2 separate regions of the Sus scrofa genome follow, and region 2 is linked to region 1. A link is a contact called in public HiChIP or PLAC-seq data. All regions are on one chromosome and are shown on one strand. Each heading gives the region's core, a stretch centred on a gene start, on an enhancer-like site or on the middle of the called end of the contact. The rest is flanking DNA. Distances are from core to core; before and after follow the strand shown.

Region 1 (4,641 bases), core at 1,542-4,041:
ATGTCATAGCCACAGTCACAATGGATCCAAGTCACATATTTGACTTATGCTGCAGCTCGTGGCAACACTGGATCCTTAACCCACCGACCAAGACCAGGAATCAAAGGCACACCCTTAAGGACATTCAGGTTCTTAAACTGCACAGTCACAACAGGAACTCCAACCTCGCTGGTTTTTTTTAACAAAAGAATCTTTTTTTTTTTAGGGCCACACCGGCGGCATGTGGAAGTTCCCAGGCTAGGGGTCAAATCGGAGCTACAGCTGCCAGCCTACACCACAGCCACAGCCACAGGGCATCTGAGCCAGGTGTGCGACCTACACCACAGCTCATGGCAACGCTGGATCCTTAACCCACTGAGTGAGGCCAGGGATCTAACTCGCATCCTCATGGTTCCAAGTCGGGTTCATTAGCCACTGAGCCACAAAGGGAACTCCAACAAAAGAATCTTTAAATTACTAAAACACAGGTAATTATGGATATGAAGATAGGGACTTAATATATACTACAGCAGAGATGACAAATTGTCACTGACAGGCGCTGTGATTGATGAGTGATATCTGCAGTGGGTGAGGATGGAATGAGATGAGAGAAGTGAGTGTCTCATGCTTGTCACCCTTGTGCTACAGTGACAGGACTGCATAACTGACAACCCTATTTCCATCCAAGAGTCTGAGGCTGGAAGAAATGCTTTGAATAAAATGCTTGTGCTTGCCTTGGTCTCTGTGCAACTGGGTAACATTGGCATAAAGATTTAAATGTCCAGAGAACAAAAAACACCTGCCAAAGAGAGCTACTTTAACCTGTCACCATCGCAAGTGATCATATTCTTCTCTGGGGCCATAACTTTAGAGCGACTGTGAAAACCAGTGTGCTCAGAGGTGGGTGACAGGGAACATCTGGCGGAACTGGGGTGTCTCTTTTGGAGAAGAGAAGACTCGCATCATAGCTGACCCCACGGTTTTATACGCTGGGACCACGAGAAGTGGGCTGGACCTACATCTGTCTCTCTCGACGTAAGAAATAGCTGAAAGTTCCACAGAGATAGATTTTAACTCGATCTGAATAAAGAGTTCTAAAAAGTCATGGGCGTGTGCCAACCATGGAATGAGCCACACGGCAAGGATCCAGATGAAAGACTGCACGACGGTGATGCTCAGGAAGGGAACCCCCTGCACTGGGTGGGAAATTCGGAGTGGGGAACCGCAGGACCCCTGCAAATCCAGGTGTTCCCTGGAGGTGCCGTCTGCGTGTGTGAGGGTGACACGGAGTGGAGGAAGCAGAGGCAGCCTTTCCCACTGAGTTCCTCACAGATTCTGCATCTTCCTAGGTCACTGGCTCTTCCATCCTGGCTCAGAACCAAGAGGGCCACATCATGCTCTTCAGTTTAGAAAACCAAAAAACCCAACTTCTTAAAGGAAAATGTCCTCTCCTAGCACCCTGCCTAGGGGATGGCTCCTTGGCACTGCTCTTGAGAACCGGGGATCTGGCGGGATGAGAGGAACCTGGTGAAGGACTTACATGTCGTGCAGCCCTGAAGAATAGTAGGACAAGGTGGGGCTGGGAGACCGAGTCTGCTGCCGCGCCGGCCTGGCTGTGCGAGGAGGGACGGAGGGGCTGGTGGACTGAGGCTTTGCGCTGCGGGGCGGAACAGGTGGGGCGTTCAGGAGCCGGCATTCTTCCCTGACCTGGCGCAGAAGAGAACATGCGGGGTTAGCGATACACGGACAATGCATCGGGCCAGCTCCCTCCCGGAGGGTCAAATAGCTGCTCTTGTGATGACACCCGTGGGGGTGGAAGGGGCGGTGGGGAAGAGACCTGAGCAAACAAGGACGATGGGAGACAGGAGGCTGCCAGAGATGAGAATTGACTGATTTTGAAAGAAACAGTTTGGCAAATGCTGCTGGAATGTAGCAAGGGATGAGCGACAGCAAAGAGGTGGTGACATGGGAGGATGTAGAAAACAGAGGCAGGAAGAAAATAAGGGTGTAAGCAATCACGATCTCAACAGGATGAAATTCTCCTGGGGTGTTGTGTTTAATCACAGATGAAACTAAATTTGGTTTGACCCAAACCTTAGGGAATGGCAGATCCTGTCTAGTATACAAGCTCTTTCTGAAGTTATGTCAGGACTTCTCACAGGTAAATGTGCACACAAAGCCCCTGGGGATCTTGTTACATGCATACAGTGATCAGGGGACCTAGAGTGCAGCCTGAGATCCTATGTTTCTAACAAACTCTGGGGTGATACAGATGATGCTGGACCATGGACCATCCATTCTTTGAGAAACGAGGCAGCAGGCAGTGTAATGAGGCAGTGCTCCAAATCCCAGAAACAGTACCTTTTATAGGAGCCACCTCCACCTCTCTCATCCTCCCTTCATCTTCATACCGAAAAATAGGCAGGTGCCCTGTGACATCCTCCACCTGCCTTCACCCCAGCCTGTTACCCACTCATGGCAGGTGTCCATAACAAATCACTTTTAATGAAACAGATATTTTATGTACTTCTCTGTGTCAGACAGCAGGGGGCAGTTTATACTTGGTTCAGCCAGTTGACTCTGAACTACACAGGTGAAAATGGATCCAATTCTGACTTTGTCAAAAACACCCCTGCCTGGCTTTTAGGATGTTGTTCCCACATTTTTTTTTGTTGTTGTTGTTCTTTTTTTTTTTTTTTTGGGCTTTTGTCTTCAATTCTTTTCTGTCCCAGCGGCTCTGGGGCAACGAAGACAATGAAACAGCAGCTCCCATTAGCCGTGATATGAGTTTGCTTCAGACCCAATGAGGTGGGCTCACGTTACATTGCATCTTCTACCACCTGTGTTGCACCCCGGGCCTCTAACTGGCTTCCCAGGCCTGAGTCACTTGTGGGGAGAAAACCAGATGTTAACAGTCATCTGGGTGACTCCGGGTGGCCTGGCAAACCACAATTCCAAGTGAAATAGAAGCCATTCAGAATCTCCCCATCGCATATTTTCCTGGGGCTGGAGATCACTGCTCCCGCCCTGGTGATTGGGACCCAGTAGCTACAATTTTTTCTTCCTTTAAAAAAAAAAAATCTAGAGCAGCTCTTTAGGCTAAAACACAATATTCAGAGCAGATTTTCTTCTCCAACAGCTGCAGGCTTTTGAGCTTTTAAAAAGGTGATGGTGGAGGAAATAAGGTTTGGATGAGGAGGAGGGGGAGGCTTGTAGGCCTGCCCAGGGGTACTCTTGCCTCACTCTGGGGTCATGTTAAGAAGCTGAGGACCAACTAGGACACTGAAAAGTTCTAGCTGGGTCACTCCACTCCCTGGTTTTGGCAAGTATATACTGGTTACAAAATAAGATTAAGATATTGTGTCATTTTCCTTCTCTAGTTAGTGAATTATACAGCAGTCAACTGTGTTTCTTTCTTAGGGAACATCTTTAGAATACAGGATGGATGGGTGTAATTTTTATAGGTGTGCTTGGTTCTGCTTGTGCTTCAAGTAACAGGAACCATGGAAAACGTGAGATGATAAGGAGTCTGCGGGTTAACTTTTCAATTTCAAAAATAGTCACTTCTCAATACTGGATTAGAGAGGAGCAGAAGAGAAACGGTTAAGGATGGATTTGATTTATAAATGTCTCAGTTTTGGAATTAGTTATTAAATACAGCATTTCATTAGGGACTACTTACCTAGATGTCAATTATAGTAGGCTGAGAGACGGGGATTATGTTATACCTTTTAATTTAGGATCATCAGCTGACCTAGGTCTCAGAATACAGAAAAGCAGCCACTTTTGTAGCTGAATTGGACCTTTGGGAAGTACTCTCTTCCTTTCCTTCTGACTCCACGCACTGAAAGTCCCTGACAGCTGGTTCTGCCTCCTCCTCCTATAACTGGGAAGTCCTGAAAAGTTTCCTAACAGGTTTCTCAGTGTGAGAGGTGAGCAGGGTGGGAGCAGTAGGAAGAAGCATGTGTAGGTCACAGGTCTGGAAGTGAGCTTGGCTGACTGGGTGTGTTTACAGCTAAACTCCAAGCAGCATCTGAAATAGGGAAAGCTACTGAGATGGCCAGGTGACACCTGAAAGGCGTTAAAGAACAAAGGGGTGTGTGTGTTGAAAGAGAGAGATTCTTACGCTTAGGAGATGGGAAGTGGTCAGTGAGGAGATGTTAAAACAAAGCCAGGGAAAGACTTCCTTCTGCTGTGATGACAGGGTGGTTTGGGGTATCATTGTGGGATTTTAATGGGAAAGAACTAGACTTATTTGAAATCCACTTTGGAGGAAAGGTAGTTAAAAGCAAAACAAAAATCACACCAGAATTCAGCTATAATGCTGTGGAGGCACAAGGCTTGTGCTGTGCCGGCAGCTGCTAGAGGGCGGCCCTGGGTGGGTGGGCACAGCTGATGGCCCCGCAGACTCAGCTCCATGGGTTAACTTCCAACGTGGAGCTGCTGCAGATGTGGGTGCTTGCATGAAGTCATTTCACTGCATTTTATGGGAAACATTATATATGCTTTCGGGACACGGAGACATATTGGGATTCAGAAGTCACAGCGCCGTCTTACTTCCTATCTCTTGTACCCTTTAATGGTCATCATTCTACTTTTCTTGGCTTCTTGATTTGATTCATCCTGGGACATTTATATCCCAGAGAAATGTAGCTGTGGCTT
Region 2 (5,247 bases), core at 967-3,466, 280 kb after region 1:
TATCTTAACATCACCCCATATATCCAGTTTCTCATGTCAATTTCCTTGTTCACCACGTTACTCTCACTTGGAGAGCTAGCTCACTTTTATTTCAAGTTGAAAGTAATTTTGCAAATTTATCTCCAGCACCATTTTGTCTAAAGGCTTTATCAACTATTCCCAAAAGAGAAGTAATTTTCTCTTGCTCTCCCTGATTTCACTTTCTTAAAAAAAAAAAAAAAGAAAACAGGCATATCTGTTTTGCCATCTTTCTTACATCTGTCTGTCTTATGTTATGGTTGCTTCTGTTCAAACTTTGCTTCAACTGTTGTCCCCACACCCAGAACCTCCAGACTACATGTGCCTTAAGGGAAAGGGAGTCTAAATCTTTTATTCTCTAATTACTATTTATGTAAATGATAGTAAGTATTCATAAGACAGTTGAATCAGTGAATTTAAGTGAATGAGTCAAGGCAAAACTTTGTGGGAAGAGATAGGACCTTAACTTCCCTTCTTTTAAAAAAATTTTTTTTACAATATTTTTAGATTAAAATGTAGTTGATTTACAGTGTTGTGCCAGTTTCTGCTAGAGAGCAAAGTGTCCCAATCTTTTTCTCATGTTATCTTCCATCATGTTCTATCCCAAGAGATTGGATATAGTTCCCTGTGCTGTAGAGTGGGACCTCATTGCTTTCCTTCTTGAGTTCTCCTATATGGGATAGCTCAGGGGTGCATTTAACTATTATTCATATCTTCTGGACTCTAGATAAGTCAGTGGGTGACTGGGAAATTTAGATAGAGAAGAGGAGTGACAAGTTTTAGCAGTGATGTGGAGGATTTTGCTGTGTGGTATTTAAGGTGTGAAGATGGAGCAGGGTATGTCATAGTGTCACACCTCTGTCCTTTTGGTTGCTTCTCTTCAACCAAAACCACCCTGAATCATCTTGACACCCATTTTTCTGAAAATACTCCATGTGAGTGTTCCAGAGGATGAGTAAGTCTTTGCATCTATATGTAGTCATCTAATTGAAAGTCAGGGAACTTGGGAATCTCCTGAATAAAGTTTTTTTTTTTTCCTTGGAATATAGTGTTTCAGGTTCCTGAATGAGGTATCCACAAGCTAAATGTGAATTTAATCTCAGAGCACAGCAGCATACCTATTGTACATAAATCAAGAGTATCCTTTGAAATTAACAAACAATTCTATCAAACTTGACTTTTATTTTGTTCTATAAATAAAAGATTGATGGTCCAAGTTTTAAAAAAGAAAAAATGGTCTACCACTGGTTTGTTTCATGATTATGTTCATGAAAAATAGGCTACGCTTTGCCCATTTGAGACTTAGACATGCATAGTTGTTGATATTGGGGCAACATGAGGTATTGTTTGCTTCAGTAGATAAAAAAGTGTTTTCTTCCACTTTTTTTTTTTACATTATTAATTTGCCTGCCATTTTCAAAAAATAAATGAAAGGTAAATTTTCTCAAGTTGAGATTTATCACAATTTCCGAATTAGTGGAATCTAACCTAAAGGGCTTTCCACATTCATCCTCCATCTACCTTTTCCACTTTGGTTTTCCATGCTCACATCATTCACCAGATAAGATTGGATCTGTTACACAAATAATATAATTTGCAAACATCTAATATGACTCTTTTGCCTTTGTCTCCAGAGAGAGCATTCAAGGAAAAACGGAGAGTGGGTAAATAATCAGATCATTTTATTTTTTCTTTGAAGTGAAAAACAGTCTTTACTTCATCCTCTCTATTAGGACAAAAAAAAAAAAATTGAGTCATAGCCATCAAGACTTGCCAATGTTTTGAAAAATACATTTATCAAAACATTAACTGAGCGGGGTTCAAAACCCTGAGAAACGCTGAAGAGGCCGGTAGGCAGGAAGCTGGATGGATGACAGGAGGATGCGGAGAGTTAGGCTGGGTTAAACCAAACAGGGTACTTTGGGCAGTTTGTTCTGAGAGGGTGATTTTAGGATTCCAGCTGAAGTCAGTCTTTGCTACTACCCCCACCCCGCGCCTTTCCCAGCATCTTCCCCCCCAATTGCCCTTAATTTTTATGAGATGCTCTTTAATAAATCGTCTTGATAAGGATCTGCGCCGTCTCCTGGCACACGCGTGCTTGTGGGTTTGTTTATTCACTGCTTTGCCTCCTGCGCGGTTCCGCCTCTCCACCCACCACTTCCTGCCCTCCCTCCTCCTGCGGACAATCTCAGCTCTTCCAGTGCTTTCCCACCCACTTGCTATCTCCCATAGCCTGGCTCTGCTCGTCACTGGGCCCTCGTATAGCAATCATAGAGTGACAGGTGCCGCTGGGTACGTGACATCCGACCTCATGTATTCCTCGTCAATATTGTATACCCCTCCCCCACCCCACGCCCACGTCACCTCAAAAAGAAAACCTTGTTCTTTGCAAGGGTTTGGACGTTGAAAAACACATAAACAAAACACTACTATGACCAGCAAGGGAAAGTTGCCATTTAATTCTGATACCGTTTCAGCAGCATGTTTATTAGAAAACAAAACAAAACAAAACAAAACACGCGTCCTCCCCCGCCCCCACGCCCCTGTCAATTGGTTAATCTCTTCCTTTCTCTTCTCTGACATCTCTGCTTATCCTTTGTGGATGTTCTTAGGAGTCTTTTACCCCCTTCCTCCAAACTTTGTGATTTGACTTTCAAAGTCTGGTTTTCAGTAAGGGAAGTAAATAAATAAAAAGCTTGTTTATTATTCTGTCATTATTGCTTTATCATCATGGCATGAAATACTGAATAATGAGGATGCAAACACCCATTTTATGGGCCTATTGCAATCTTCCCCGTATAATTAATACCTATCATTAGATGAAAGTCATAGCATTTGCAATTTGATGCAGCTTTCTTTAGAATTTCTTGATGACTCCAAGGTAGTTTATATGCCAGTGCACCTGTTGCTTGTAATCAAGGTTTTATTAGATAAATAGGCATCAAGCCCTTTTCAGGCCCCCCTTCGCTACTCATCTTCTCAAAGGGCCACTTGCAGTGGGGAAAAGCAGCCTTTATTATAGCTCCTTTGCATAATAAGGCTGTCTCTCCCTTCTTCTGCCTCCTCACCTCCCACCAGGAGGAAATATTGCATCTGTCTCTCTATGAGGACATTCCGGCTGGATGGCCTTGTAATAAAGCACAGAAGTTGGAGGCATATAAATCTAACACATATCCATAAAAGAAAAATTTGTTTCAGACTAGGCTCAGGGCACTCTGCTTGGACTCTGTTTTATCTTATTCCTAGAAGCGAGAGCTGTTGCAGACATTAAAAATACAGTTTCCTGTAATAGTTTCTGATCTCCTTCCTTAATTACACAGAGAAAGCCAGAGAGAAATTGAGTCACGCATTCACCCAGTTTAGTTTACATGGGACCCTGCTCATTCTCTTTGCCTTAGGCTCCAAGGTAGCTGAGGTCATTGCTAATCTCATATATCACAACAGCACTGCCCCTTGAATCCTGGTGCCCTCAGAGGTCCTTGTCATTGCTCACAGTGGGCCAGAGGAGCCTGTAAATGCACACGGAGAGACAAGTGCAAATCCATCACCACTACTGAACTGGCAATTCCAGTGTCATGCCCTCCTGATGGTGGGTCAGTGGCCCTGGCCTTGAGCATGAAGGATGGCTCATTCCTTCATTTGGCAGAGCTCTCCCCTGACCCGGAACATTGAGGATGAGTAAGCTCATCTCAAGACTCAAAGAACTGGATGCTAAAAGCCTCACCACCACCCACATAGGTCATTGCACAATTTCCCTATTTATACAACTCCAGAACCCTCCCCTTTTCCTCCGGAGCTGCAAGCTTTCACCAGGGCCGCAGTTAAGAGGAATGAGACCATGTGTTAATGGACACTTCTGCCAATAACAATGGATAATTTGCACTATGTATTTGTGGAGGAGCCAGAAATCCCTAGTGACCAATCCTTGTTTAGTGGAGACTTTTTCTTTTTTCTCTCTCCTTCTAATGATCACATTTTGTGCCTTGCACGCCTAAGGAAGTTTCTTCTTTTGTCTTCATCATGATAGAGATTCTCTAAAAGTGTTTCTCCGGAGATAGTTCATTAAGTGACTAAGAGTGCTGAAGTCAGACTGTCTGGGTCTTAATCTCTTCTTTTACACACTTAATGGATTTGTGGACAAGTTCCTAAACCTGTCTAAGCTGAATTTTTCTCATCTATAAAATTGGAATGATCATGGTACCTACCTCATCAAGTTGTTCTTATGAATAATTCCACATAAAACACTATCTGTGATGAGATAGAAAGTGAGCTTTGGAAACAGACTTGGAGATAAATTCTGGGTCTGTCCTCAGCAAACCATGGATGTTAGGGAAATGTTTAATCTCTCTGAGCTTTAATGTTTTCATAAAAATGAAGATAACTATTCCTACTGGAATATGTTTTGGTAAGGTTATATGAGTGAATATCTATAACACATCTGGCATATCATAGGTGTTCAATAGATAATAGTTTTCTCTTGTATTAAATTATAAGAAACAACATGGTAGAATGAAAACTGACTTGAAATAGAAATGACTTGAAACTCAACTCTGCAATGTAATAGCAGTTTGGCCTCAACGTGACAGATTACATCTATTTTTGAGCTTCATTTTCCTCATCTCTAAAGTTACCAGATTGCTGAGTAAATTAAATGGAAAACAAAACACGCTGTATTCATATAAAGCTCAGGGCTCATAGTCAATATACATTCTCCCTTCCTTTTTGCTTGGGCTACAAGTTAAATGTTTAAAAAAAATAAAGCAGAGCTAAACCAACAGCAATAGCAACACTTTGAACTCTGATAAATCGGAGGAGAAAGATGAAAGGGACTAGCATTTCTTATCTCAGTTTAAGGAACATCAACCAAACCATATACCAGTAGATCTTCAGGTTGACGGCTATGTAGAGAGGATTATTAATAAAATGCAGTGGGTGAGTATTAAGGATGTGATTAGGCATTGGAAGTCCCATTTTGATAAGTTTTTGATAAGCTGCCGGTTTGACTCAGGCAGATTTCAAAGTTAGGAAATAACTAGCATCTCTCCTCTTGGGTGTGTGACAGTTTCAGAAAAACCTGACTTGCAAGGATGAAAGAACGTCTTTCTTTCAGGCTTACAGAAAAGGTCCAGGGAGACCAGCAGCCCCGCTCCTCTTTGGCATGCTTTGGCACTGAAAATTTTCCACTTCATGTGGAGCTTGAGACCGTATCATGAAACCCTGCATTTGAGG

The links. HiChIP or PLAC-seq counts read pairs in DNA pulled down with a chosen protein or histone mark.
Region 2: a contact with region 1 is called in an H3K27ac HiChIP or PLAC-seq map of skeletal muscle, with 9 times the contacts expected there. The contact joins two enhancer-like sites. A contact is called at or near these places in 20 of 47 Hi-C or Micro-C datasets (alveolar macrophages, embryonic fibroblasts, epiblast stem cells and 12 more) and 1 of 2 datasets of contacts at active chromatin or transcription factors (skeletal muscle).

What each region holds. Positions count from the first base shown.
Region 1 is chr6:116,105,975-116,110,615 of Sscrofa11.1, forward strand. GAREM1 (GRB2-associated and regulator of MAPK protein 1) reads right to left here. Exons shown (of 6, transcript XM_003482054.4): 5 at 1,520-1,686. Among named protein-coding and RNA genes, the nearest start is that of MEP1B, 93 kb to the left of the region's middle. Within about 2 kb of position 2,792, at least 2 of the 83 cell types and tissues checked have an H3K27ac peak or open chromatin away from gene starts, as enhancers often do. A contact at or near this core is called in skeletal muscle, where this site is marked.
Region 2 is chr6:116,387,980-116,393,226 of Sscrofa11.1, forward strand. No RefSeq gene overlaps it. Among named protein-coding and RNA genes, the nearest start is that of GAREM1, 66 kb to the left of the region's middle. Within about 2 kb of position 2,217, at least 27 of the 83 cell types and tissues checked have an H3K27ac peak or open chromatin away from gene starts, as enhancers often do. A contact at or near this core is called in skeletal muscle, where this site is marked.